Regions from separate parts of the Mus musculus genome. Here all the other regions are linked to region 1. The links are chromatin contacts, called in public Hi-C and promoter capture Hi-C maps. All regions are on one chromosome and are shown on one strand. The core of a region is the stretch at or near the end of the contact, and the rest is flanking DNA. Distances in the headings are between cores, read along the strand shown.

Evidence for each region. Promoter capture Hi-C pulls out the DNA fragments that hold promoters and counts their contacts. A called contact is a pair of places that touch in the nucleus more often than the background predicts.
Region 2: a contact with region 1 is called in a Hi-C map of cerebral cortex, with 2.7 times the contacts expected there. The contact joins two enhancer-like sites. A contact is called at or near these places in 2 of 15 datasets of contacts at CTCF or cohesin (both in the NIH/3T3 cell line), 22 of 484 Hi-C or Micro-C datasets (the 4T1 cell line, B cells, the C3H10T1/2 cell line and 16 more) and 10 of 115 datasets of contacts at active chromatin or transcription factors (CD4 single positive thymocytes, the NIH/3T3 cell line, bone marrow-derived dendritic cells and 5 more).
Region 3: a promoter capture Hi-C map of hippocampal neurons shows a contact between it and region 1, with 4 times the contacts expected there. The contact joins the promoter of Ankub1 here to the enhancer-like site in region 1. A contact is called at or near these places in 7 of 39 promoter capture datasets (the C10 cell line, cranial neural crest, embryonic stem cells and 3 more), 1 of 15 datasets of contacts at CTCF or cohesin (the NIH/3T3 cell line) and 1 of 9 other capture datasets (adipose tissue).

The regions. Positions count from the first base shown.
Region 1 is chr3:58,121,131-58,125,614 of GRCm38.p6, forward strand. It overlaps Gm40056 (a long non-coding RNA gene), which reads left to right. Exons shown (of 6, transcript XR_003954487.1): 4 at 1,234-1,329. Among named protein-coding and RNA genes, the nearest start is that of Gm40056, 34 kb to the left of the region's middle. Within about 2 kb of position 1,766, at least 29 of the 459 cell types and tissues checked have an H3K27ac peak or open chromatin away from gene starts, as enhancers often do. A contact at or near this core is called in cerebral cortex and hippocampal neurons, where this site is marked.
Region 2 is chr3:57,823,963-57,828,020 of GRCm38.p6, forward strand. The region is part of intron 8 of Rnf13 (ring finger protein 13); the gene reads left to right. Among named protein-coding and RNA genes, the nearest start is that of Pfn2, 22 kb to the right of the region's middle. Within about 2 kb of position 2,084, at least 4 of the 459 cell types and tissues checked have an H3K27ac peak or open chromatin away from gene starts, as enhancers often do. A contact at or near this core is called in cerebral cortex, where this site is marked.
Region 3 is chr3:57,690,771-57,695,067 of GRCm38.p6, forward strand. It overlaps Ankub1 (ankrin repeat and ubiquitin domain containing 1), which reads right to left and starts at 1,767. Exons shown (of 4, transcript NM_001033349.2): 1 at 1,487-1,767. The coding sequence starts at 1,576.

The DNA.
Region 1 (4,484 bases), core at 516-3,015:
TTTTTCTGTCTGGCAGCAACTGTAAAGATGGAGAGGAAGATGGACCAGGCTAGTAGAGGGAACGGGGCCTCTTAATGAAAACAAGTAAAACTACCTTGGTCTGCAGGACTGACAATGTACAGTGGTGCTGTGAGCCTCTGAGATTCCTAGGTGAATCTGCTTCGGCAACTCCCTTTATGAACATGTTTAAAAGTGAGGGGAGGTCTTTGCTTCGGGAAGCAGAGGAAATTCTAGAATGAGAACCATGGCCTCTTTTCACTCCTCCTTGCAACAAATAAGAAACCTAGTACAGACAATTACAACTCTCCACGCCTCTTTAGACAGTCATCGTGGCAAAGGTAAGAGGGATTCCCCTTTTTTCCAGACTCAAAACTTCAGCTTCAGATCCCAGACTTTTAGAGGGTCTATTGATTTTCTTGGAGACTTCTGTCTATCATCTTCCTAAGCATTTTGTTCTCTATAAAACCATGAGCAGATAGGAAGAGGACGGCGTATTCTAACTTGAGACAGAGATGTGTAAAGCTACAGGATCAGATGAGCAGGTGAAAGCTTCATCGTAGAGAAGCAAGTTGGTTGCTGCCATAAGAGAGGATTGTCCTATCTCTGCTCTCTCGGTTTGTTATGAAGGAAAGGTCTTCAGTTTGGTTAATACATCAATGGGTTTTAGGTGAGCAAACATTGGATCGAAGTTTGGTTTGAATATGGGAACTGGGAAGATCCAAAGGTCCCAGAGAGGTTCATGAGATGGGAGAAAGTAGGGTGACCACAGGTATTGTGGTTGTTAACAACCATAAAGTTCAGGGTTAAACTCTCCAGTCATTTTTCTTCTCCAAATTTTCGGTGGAGATTTTCAGATCAAAAGTACTTTAATGAGATATTTTCCCCCCAAGGAAAGGCTTATATTACAGAGAGAATCAAATTGACAAACTGGAATAGGGTAGTTTATACAGGTGGGAACAGGCTTACAGAAGACTGATTCAGCTGGATCTCTGGGTCATCCAGGACCAATTACAAAGCATCTATGTGCTTAAGGGCAATGTTTTTAAACACAGCGGGTGCACACAACCTCATGGAGTAACAGACAACGGTAAAATAGGGCTAACGAATAGATGGAAAAGCAAAGCAGGCAGTGTGGCCGTGCCTGGAGGCTCCTCCGTGGGTGGGTGGATGGGCGCATATATGGATGTATGGGTAGCACAGAAAGTGTTGAAGCAGAGACTTTTTTTTTTCCAGAAATTTACAGTCACCTGGGGTAGGGGACAACTGGAGGCAGTTTGGTGCCAATCTCCACGTATATTTGTTTCTTGGGTCTCCCAGCAGCTAGGAAGGGTAAGTAGAGGATATGGATCGTGAAGTTTGAAGACCTGCCCTTCTTTCTCCCATTCCCTGCAAAATGATATAACGTCACCCTTCAGTGGACAGCAGACACTGTTTGAGCCCTTTATGGGCTACCAGTAAATGCTTGCCCCAGCGAAGGATTGAGCCAAGGTTGCCCAGAGAGAGCGAGGTCGTGGACTCTGCTCCTCTTGGGTCCCTTCGGGAAGTACTGATTGATCAGTTTCTGAGGCTTGTCTAGAAGTAGAACAGCTACCTGCAAGCTGAATAAGCCCCTAGCTGTCATAAGGAAGGATGTTCTTCACCCTCCTCCAAAGGACAGACTTCTCCACGCCATTCTCATTCCGGGTTGGCATGACCTTGTCCTTTCTGGCAACACAAGGGCTCACGTGTGCTGGAAAACCCCTTTGCTCAGCTGCCAGCAGGCGGCGAGGACTGAAAAGGAGGAGCGCCACCTAGTGTCATTTCCAAGCAGTACCAAAGACATCCAGACTAACCCTCTTCAGAAGGAAGGGCAGTGTTGGAACAAATTCACTTTTGCCTTCGCACAATAAAAAATACTGCCCCTATTCCCCACCCCACCCCCCCCTCCAAAAAAATCCCAGAAAATATACAAAGCTGCTGATATGTGGGGGAAATGGCACGATGTGACTGACTGGAACCAGGAATCAAGGAGGAACAAGTTGTCTGAAGACCTTGACTATTCATTGATGCTGAAAAGAGCCCATCATGAGTCGGCTCAGATAGAAACCCCGAAAGGCACGTACACTGAGCCCAGTTCATGTGCATACACTGAGCCCCGTTTCTGTACAGCTTCTGGGCATTTGTTTTCATAACTGATCAGTCACATAGGATGTTCATACATTGAACGTTAGTATATAATGTCAAACCATGGGCAAAGGGAAATGCAGACTGCGCCTTGTAATTCTGCTAGTAAGAAGGCTGAAGCTAGAAAACTCCAGGTTGATCCTTCCTTGGTGCTAACGCAAGTTCAAGGCCAGTCTGGGTAACCTAGTGAAATCCTTCTCAAAATAAAAGGTAAAAGGGGGATGGAGCTGTGACCCAGTGTAGCACATAGCCCTGCACGCATAAGTCCAATCTCCGAGGAGAGGCAGAGGTGGGGGGAGGGGAGAGAGAGGGAGAGAGAGTCGTGATATAGTGTAGTGAGTGTAGTATGTGTGGTGTGTGTGTGTGGTATGTGATAATGTGGTGTGTATCTGGTATGTGATATATGTATGTTGTGTTTGTGTGTGTGTGTGTCGTATGTAGTGTGTATGTTGTGGTTTGTGTGTGGGTGTGATATGTGGTTTGTATATATGGGATGTATGTGTGTGTGGTGATAAAGTATGTGTGTGTGTGGTATGTGCAGTGTGTGGTATGTAGCATGGGGTGTGTGTATGTAGTCTGTATGTGTGTATCTGTGGTATGTGGCACGTGTGTGGTGTGTATGTATATGTGGTATGTATTTGTGTGTGTGTGTGTGTATGGTGCCTGCGTGTGTGTGTGTCTGTGGTGATACAATGTGTGTGTAGTGTTGTAAGTATGTGATATGTAGCATGTGATGTGTGTATGTGGTATGTGGTATCTGTATGCTGGGTATATGTGTATGTGTGGTATGTAGTGTGTTTATGTTGTGTTTACGTGTATGTGATATATGTTGTGTATGTGTGGTGTGTTTGTATAATATGTATATGTGTTTGTGTGTGTGGTATGTATGTGTTGCATGTGTGTGGTATGTGGGGTCTGTACGGGGGGTGTAGTTGTGTATGTGTTAGAGTGAGCAACACATAAGTTCCCTTTGTCCCTCTCTTCTGAGACAGAGACTTGGTATTGTTACCTGTGTTTTTGGAGTTTCTTGCTTATGGTACTGATACTCCTTGGTGGCTTGGGTGACTCTCCCTCATGTCTGATTGTCACGTGTTCCCATGTGTTCCATGTGGCCATTCTCCCTTTTTGCTTATTTAATATCTGTCTTTTTCTTAATGATTGTTCTGGTTCCTGACACGCTCTAGCTAAGAGACCTTCATCGATATGTTTTCATGGGATCACCCCCTCTCCTGGCTTCCTATTTCTATCTCTCAGTGTGTATCTGGATGAATACGGGCTCTTAATTTTAATGGAATCTTTCTAGATTTATCTCTGAGTATTTGACAATTTATGATCCTATACATTTCATTTTCTTTTTTAAAGAGAGAAATTTTAGACTAGTTTTAGGTTGACAGGAAAACTGACAGGAGGAACAGAGGTTTCTTTCACATCCCCCTTCCTGTCCATACGCACAATGCCACACTACCAACACCCCTGGAGAGTGCAGTACTTGCTGTCATTAATAGGCTTGTGTTGACACATCATTATAATCCCAAATCTGTCATTTACACTCCTTCTTGGTGTGCTACATTCTAAGTTTTGGAAAATGTAATGGCAGGCATTCTGCATGGGAGAATATTTTAAATAAATATAATTTAAGTAAATATATTTAAAACACAGAGTATTTTCTCTGTACTGAAATTTTGTGTTTCATCTGTTCGTATACCTTCCCTCCTGCCTATTGTCTCCATAGCTGGGCCTGTTCCAGAATGCCACACAGTGAGGTGCAAACCTGGCCTGTTTCATACAGCACTGTGTGTCTAAGCTCCTCTACATATTTCCTTGGCTTGTTAACTCATTCCTGTCTAGTGCTGAATATCCCATCCCCTGGATGAACTAACTTGTCTTAGCTAGAGTTATTATTGCTGGGATGAAATATCAATTAATGTGGGAAGGAAAGGACTTATTTTTCTCACAGTTCCACAGAACAGTTCATTATCAAAAGCAGTGAGGACAGGAAGTCACACAGGGCAAGAATTTGGATGTAGTAACTGATATCAGCAGAGGCCATGGAGGGCTGCTGCTTACTGGCTTGCTTCCCATGTTGCTCAGTCTACTTTATTATACAACCTAGGACCACCAGCCAGTAGGTCACCCTACCCACAATGGGTTGGGCTCTCTCCCATGAATCACTAATTTTAAAATGTTCTACATGCTTTCCTATAGGGTGATTTTAGGGAGATATGTTCTCAATCAAGGCTCCCTTCTCTCTGATGACTCTAGCTTGTGTCAAGTTGACATAAAACTAACCAGTACATCAGTTTTTCCAATTATATGCTGAA
Region 2 (4,058 bases), core at 834-3,333, 300 kb before region 1:
TCTCAGCTCTTCTGCATTGCTTTATAACTTTATAAATTTCATTTGCATGCTGGCCTGCCAGTAAGATCTGCCAGAGCCCCTCCTACTTTATAAAGATCACATTCTGCCATGAAGCCCAGCAAATCCACTAAAGCCCTATTCTAGTCCCAAGGTCATTGCTAAAAGGACACATGTAAAGGTCAGAGGACAACTTACAAGAGCCAATTCTGTCCTTCTACCATGTGAGCTTTCAGATCACACTTAGGTCAAGGGGCTTGGTGACAAGTGCCTATATCTGCTGAGCTATGACACTGGCTCCCAACAACTTTTTTCTTCTTCCTTTTAAACAGGTAATACATTTTATGTGTTTTTCCCCAGTGTATGTATGTGTACTCTATGAATGCTTGGTGTTCACTGAGGTCAGAAGAAACCATCAGATTTTCTGGAACTGGAGTTCTATAGACTGTTGTAAATTTCGATGTGGGCGCTGGGAGTCAAACCAGGGCCTTTAAACAGCAGCCAATACTTTCAACCCCAGGCTGGCAACTTCTGTCATGTGAAAGAGCCCTAACATGCACCACCCCATCAGTTGTTGCTGCCCAGTTTGCTCAGCAACAGCTGTCCTTTCCCAGGTGCCTTCCCGTCCCTGGGATTCACGGAGCCCTCAGCCATCAATAGCATGTGCTCCTAATGACTCATATGGGCCAGTACGTCAGAGACTGATTTCCTCTGTATTATCTCAGATTATCCAATCTTTGTCTCAAGGGTGGTTATAATACTGTCTCCACTTCCATGGCACTCATATTGATCTCTTGTGCGCCCATGCCACACAGCATCATAAACCGATTGTCAGGGGGCACTGGTATTCAATCTTCCCCAGTTTAAGCAGGTCAGATGTATTTGGTGATTAACTTCAACAAGAGCTCCTTGGCAGAGATCTAATTTGTGTTCTTTTCCTTGCATCCTGCCAACTCTGGGAAACAGAAGGCCAACACCTTGATCTCGTTTTCTCCTTTTTTCCACCTTTCCTGCCAAATCAGAGGATAATACTTACTGACTTTTTCCCGTTGTAGATCATCTTGTACTCTGACATTTTCCTTCTTGGCAGATAGCTGAATCTTAGTTACATGTCTTTTTTTTTTTTTTCTTATGGCCCACAGCAACCCATGCATCAACTGTGATAAACTGCATATGATCTCATCTCATCTGGGCTTTTATGGACTGCAACATAGTCCTTAGTTCATCAGCTGTCTGGGGATGGAGGTGGGCCTGTGTTCATCAAGGAGGCATGGCCTCTCATACTACACAGAAGATGGCCACTCTAAGTGGCCCACTCTCAGGTGGCTTGGCCTTGGTTTTCTATCTTATCTCTCCTTGGTAACATGTAATTGTCACAGTAGCAAGGAGTCGCAGAGTCATATCACATAGAGGAAATGGCTATATCAAGATTACCCCCACATATGTTCCACCCACAGACTGATCACCTGAAGTTACATTTTATCATTCATCCCATAGGCCACACTTCTCCCCAACTCATCTATCAGCCCCTATTCACATGCCAATTAGGTTGTGCAGCTTTTCCTGGGAAGACATGAATAAACATTTATGCATGGATGACAGATCAAATAAATAACTACCTTACTCTAGTGTAGTGAACCAGTGAACTCATTAGGGTTACTTACAGGAGTACGGGTGGCTCAAAGATAGTCACGTTACTATATAGTGCATGCCAGCATGGGTGACGACGACTCAGAAAAGCTGCATCTCTGAAGTGCTACACATAGCTAGCAGATAGCTCCACTAACAGGGTCTCATCTCCTGTACTTGCTTGCTGTTTCATAGATAATCTTTGAGAAGGGCCATGTGAATTCATGTGAATTTGGAGGTCTTGTGAGCTTCTGGAATATTCTGAATCGCAGTCCTCCCGCATGAATTTTATAGTTCAGAGGAAACAGCTACAGAGCACTGTTTCTAAAAACCCAGATGAATAATTCAAGAATGAACTGGCATAGATCTATAGGTGTCTTAGTTAGGTTTTTGTTACTGTGAGACAATACCATGACAAAAGCAACTTACAGTTCTAGAGGGAGGGTCTGTGGGGGAGGGGGCAGCATGCTAGGAAGACCTGGCATAGCGGCTGCAGCAGGCAGCTGAGAGCGTGGGCCTGCTTAGGACAAATCATCTGTGAAAAAGTATTTTTAGAATAGTTTGGTGAAATTTGAATTTGCTTTGAGTGATATTAATAAATTTAGATGCTAAGAAATTGTCATTCATTTTTGTTAAGCATGATAATAGTGTGATTATGTTTTTAAAGCTCTTACTTGCTATGTATATATTTAATAAAATGATATGTCTCAGTATTGGCTTTTAATTTTTTTCAAGAAAATATTGGAAGTAGATCTAACCAAGATTTTTAAAAATACTGAAATTGTTAAGCCTGATAATTGAAGATTAAGTTGTATAGTGGCATATTTTATATATGTATATTTTAAATTTCCTCTAATTTGCAAATATGTTAAGGAAAACAATGGGATACTCACACGTGTCTACATCTAAGTAGATCCAGAAGTCAGTGAGGAATGTTGTTGTACTTTCTTCCCTCCATCAATCTCTTTACTTTAGGAATTACAGAGCACTAGAACTACATGGCATCACAAATCATTTTATTTTGTTTCTGGTTCCTCAATTCTCTCGTCTCTAGAGTTCAGCATTACTCATGCTTTGTATTAAGACAACATTCATAGGAATGGAGGCATAAGCAGCAGTCAGTATTTTTTTTTTAAGATTTATTTATTTTATGTATATGAGTACATTGCAGCTATCTTCAGACACACCAGAAGGGCATCTAATACCATTACAGATGGTTGTGAGCCATCATGTGGTTGATGGGAATTGAACTCAGTACCTGTGGAAGCGCAGTCAGTGCCCTTAATTTCTGAGCCATCTCTCCAACCCTGCTGAGCAGTCAGTATTCTTTAGTTGGCCAGTATTTCCCCCAGCATGCTGTACTAGAAAGAATGAACCACAGGACCTCATTCTACCACTTGGATGTGACTGTGAGAACCCACTTAACTTCCCTGATAATATCCGTGCTGTGCATTTTGCTCAGTTATGAGGAAAAGCAAAGCAAAACTGTCTTTTCAAATATGGGATTTCTGTGACCTGAAAGTAAACAAGTCTAGTACTGTACTGCCATGATAGGTATAGAGTCTTTGAAATCCTGTAGGTCAGGTGAGCTTCAGGATATCTTAACTTCTGCAGAAAAAGAAACCCAAACTTGCGATCTAACGGTCTCTATTGTGTCCTGCAGGGTGTTATTCCTTTCAGTTGCCAAGATTAATTTTTTTCCCAATTACATTTGTAAATGAATGTGTGTCTATCACTATTATAGACACATTAGAAAATGAGGAGAAGTATGACCCAATCAAGCAATTTCCAGGACAAGTATAAGTTTATATATAGCTTCATGAAAGTGACTCCCTGCCATAGTACCTTATTCTGTAGAGTGGGGAGTGGTCCACTGAGAGGACCTGTCTAACACACGTGCTTAGAGTATACCTAGGCTTTGAATAAAGTAGTTAAACAACTCCTGAAAGTGTGGACCAGCTCATCGTATTTAGGTATCTTACTAACTTTGGACTAAAACAAAAGTCTGTGTTGCTTATATGGCTAATTTTCTCCTAGTCTCTCTGTTCTTATTTCTGGTTACCTCCTAGTAATGTCAAATAAAACACTTTTAAATGTCCATCAAAAACTTTAACTTTTTATTTTATACATTACCTTTTATTTCACCCCAGGCTGTTAGCAGTGTTTCCTCATAAAATTTCAGATGACGGGGATCGCATCCTTTCTCTTCGTTCTTGTTACTGCAAGCCAACCTTGTGGTTGGTCCTACAGTCTCTGTGCTTACCTGTACATCTCAGGCCCATTTCCCTTCAGTTCTTTGATGATAGGTTTGTAACAACATGCTTCAGTCCAGTGCTTCCTCTACTTTGAAAGGTTTCTGTTACCCTCTTCCGTTCACCATTTTATCGTAGAGCAGTCATCTTGGTACTTAGAGCTTTTCATGATCTAGTTCA
Region 3 (4,297 bases), core at 517-3,016, 430 kb before region 1:
TGTTTGTATGTCTGTCTACCACATGTGTACTTGGAACCTGGGGATGTTAGAAGAGAGCACTGGAGACTGAAATTGCAGCTCTCAGGTGAGTATTGGGAATTGAACCCAGGTCCTCTGGAATACTAGACATTGCTTAACCACTAAATTATGTCGCCAGGCCCTACAGCTTTATTTTTCTTAACTCTAAAATTGAGATTTTTTTTACCCTCTTTAATTCTGTTTAGTTAAGTCATTATCTGTAGCTATGTCTTTGTTGCTAATTGCAAATTACATTTACTTTCATTTTATGTTACTGTTGTTACAGATACTTCAGAATATCATGTATACTTATCACTAATTTGAAAATATACTAGTTGTTAAGTGCATTGTTAGAACCTGTTAGCTAATGTTAATAAAACCCCATACCCCATATCACTGTATCATAAATTTGATTTTATTATTTGAAGATTATATTTAAATCCAATTCACTTTTTTTCTTGTTTTCTTTGAGAGAGTCATTTACTCTCTAGCTTAACTGGGCCCAATCTTTAGAGTCCATAGTGCTAGGATTATAAGTGTGCATCGTCTTACCCTCCATGGTTCTCTCTCTCTCTCTTAAGTAGTTCTATTTTATCTTACATATTTTATGCATTTAACAACATTCTGAGAGACTTTATCATACTTCCACATAGATCCATGGCATATATTAGGCATTATCTCCTGTGTAAAATCTAGATTGCAATAATCTACCAAATACTAACAAGCCTCAGGAAAAAACTCAATAAAGTATAAAGCTGGGCGTGATGACACATGTTCTTCATCCTAGCACTTGTGAGGCAGAGACAGGCACTGTGAGATTGAGGCCAGTCTGGTCTACCACCAGAGCTATATAGTGAGACCAAATCTTAACAAAACAAAGCAAAGCAAGAAGAGATATACTCCTTAATGAATGAGAATGACCATATCTAAATGAAATATTTCATGACTGTTTCTTCTTCTGGCAGTGTGGTCTGAGGTAAAGTGCCCTCTCTGAGCTCCAGTTTTCTCTGAATATCAAATAAAACCGAAGCCCACAGGATCATTGATGTTGTCTAAGTCTCCAAAATCCTTTGCTTCCTCGTCTGTTGGCTTAAAACAAGGCATTTGTCAGATAACCGGCACACTCTTTGCAGGTGCTAGAGTTAGTGTTATATTTTTGTCCTTTTATGAATAATCGCAGTAAGCTATCTGGTCCAGGCCCAACCCATGAAATTCACTAAAGAGAAGTGAAACTAACAGTGAGCTTCTCCACCCTCCATCAAGAATTTACTAGCTCAGTTTGTTATCTAAGATCCCCAAATATAACATATTATTATCACTCTAGTATGAAAACAGTGATATTTCCCAAAACCTCTTTGTTCCTTGCATTAAAAATGTACCCAATCATATCTCTATCCTATGCAGATCTTCAACTGTAAGGCATAATTGAACCCAAACACATCTTAGTGTCCCTGGAGCAAACACATACCTTTATCATCTGCTTGATGGCACCCACCGATGTATGTGCTTCAACATCGAATGCCTCAAAAGATCCTTCAAAAGCTATGAAAATCCTCATTGTGCACTTATCTTCTCAAAAACAAGACAAACAAAACCCCTGTTTTTAAAAATAGCTGAAAAAATTTCCAAATTCACGATTGAGGACCAAATTGATGGCCAGAGGCAGCTGTCATTGTCTATTCTCCACAGCGACTTGAAAGAGCATTAAAGAGGCATATCCAAGGTCGGTATCCCAGTGTAGGACAGCCTAGACAGTGGCTGTGTTGGAGGAAATGTTTCTCTCAACACAATCACAATAGCCACCTGGTTCTCAGATTACAGAAACCAGCACACTTGACAATGGCCAAGGCAAGTATGAGCAGGCTTGTGACTTATAGAGCAAAGATTCCACACACAAGTGACACTTTGGTGTTGTAATTGCCATCCCCTGACTTTTGAATTTATCACTCAAGAAAAGCCTATCAAAGAACCCATCAGAATACGGGCTTCAGTAGGGTGCACCAGTGTACAGCAAAGCAAATAAAGTTGATTTTATTGAATGAGGTGGTCCTGAAAATTCTCTGTAAAACGTCTGCATGGAAGCATTCTAGTTTCCATAACAACTTTGTGTACTTGTTCTCTGGCAGTGTGTCCAATCCTGCCATGGGTTTACAGAACAATACCCATTTGTACCAGAAAAATGAAAGTGGCCTTTCCCTTCCCATTCTTGCATAATAAAATCTGCCTCATAGCAACACAATAGAAATGATATTTCTTTCAGTCTTTGTGCTACTAAGAACAATTTGCTGTTGTGATCTCTTTCTACCCCTCTTGGCCTCAATGGGAATTCTCTCTCTCTCTCTCTCTCTCTCTCTCTCTCTCTCTCTCTGAAAATAAAGTTTTCTCTCATACAATACATCCCAACCACAATTTCCCCTCCCTCCACCCCTCACACCTCCTCCCCACCATCTCCAATGGACCTCCAGGTCCACTCCTCTTGCGTTTCTCTTCAGAACAACAACAACAACAACAACAACAACAACAACAACCAGATCTCCAAGAGACAACAGCTAAACAGGACAAAATAAAATACAATAGCAAAAGGCAAAAGCTCTCATATCATGGCTGGACAAGGTAACCCGATAAGAGCAAGAGTCTCAAGAGCAGACAAGAGAGTCAGAGATACACCCACTCCCACCGTTAGGAGTCCCACAAAAACGCTTAACAGCCATAATATATACACAGAGGACCTGGCGCAGTCTCTTGCAGGCATCATGCTGGCCACTTCAGCCTCTGTGAAGCCATGGGAGCCCTGCTTAGTTGACTCGGTAGGCCATGTTCTCCTGTTGTCCTCCATCCCCTTGGACTCATACAATCTTTTCCCCTGCTCTTCTGTTGAATTCCCCTATTTCCCAGATGAGGGACCCAATGGAGACCTCAAATTTAGACTCTCTCTTTGTGTATCATCTGCCTGTGTGCCTCTGTACCTGCTCCCATCTGTTGTCAGAGGAAGTTCTCTGATGACACCTGGACAAGGCACCGGTCTGTGAGTATAGCAGAATATCATTAGAAATCATTTGATATCCCTTTCTTTCATCCTTCCTCTCTCCTTTTCTTTCTTTCCTTCTTTCTTTCTTTCTTTCTTTCTTTCTTTCTTTCTTTCTTTCTTTCTTTCTTTCTTTCTCTTTCTCTCTCTCTCCCTCCCTCCCTCCCTCCTCCCTCCCTTCCTTCCTTCATCTCTATCTCTCTCTCTCTCCCTCTCTCTCTCTCTCTCTCTCTCTCTCTTTCTTGGTCAGTTGTGTTTGGTTCTACCCAACATCTCAGAGCTACCCAGGCAGTGTAGGGCATGGGCCTCCTCGTGTGAGCCTTAATTTAAACCAAACATTGCTGAGGACAACACTCATTGGGTGTAGAGAGGTCAAGATAGTACCTGCATGGAGCCTTCACCCCTACGTTTCCGTGCAGTGGTTTGCAACCTTCCTAATGCTGCAACATTTTGATACAGTTCTTCATGCTGTGGTGATCCTCAACCATAAAATTATTTCCATTGCTGCTTCACAACTGTAGTTGTGCTACTGTTATGAAACATAATGCAAATATCCAATGTGCAGTATATCTGATCTGTAACCAGGGAGAAAGTGGTGTTCAACCCTCACGGGATCGCGACCCTCAGGCTGAGACCTGCTTGCTGTTCTAGTCTCTGGCATGAGAAGGCACTCCTCACACCAGTGAAAGGGAAACCTGGATACCAAGCAACTCTCAACTTACAACCTGCCCTGCCTGCAAGATGTGCCGGGGAAACGGTAGTGCAGAACTTGTGGGAGAGCCCAACCCATGTTGGGTGGGAATTTTTTCAAACCCTATTCACCGAGTGATGATTTTAAGCACCATTGCTCGAGTTATAGTATGAGCATTTCCCTAGAGCTGAAAATCTTTCCTCCGACGTCCTCTGTATGAGACATTCAGCTCAATGTCTGAACTTTTTTATCTCCCCATAGCTGTACATCTGCCTTCTTGCTGAAGCATATCTGACTCAGGATAGGACCACTATATTGCATTTCTTTTGATTCTTAACAGCACTGAGCACAGCTCGAGTTACACGATAGGTGTTTGGTACATGTTTATCTAGTAAACATGCTTGTAACCTCAGCACTCAGAAGGCTGAAGAAGGAGGCTTGCCATGACGTGGAGTCTAGTCAGAGGTATAGAATGAGACTCTGTCTCAAAAGTAACAACAACAACAACACAAATGAAAACAAACTCCCACACACTTATGTGGGAGTTTATGAGTTCCAGCTGT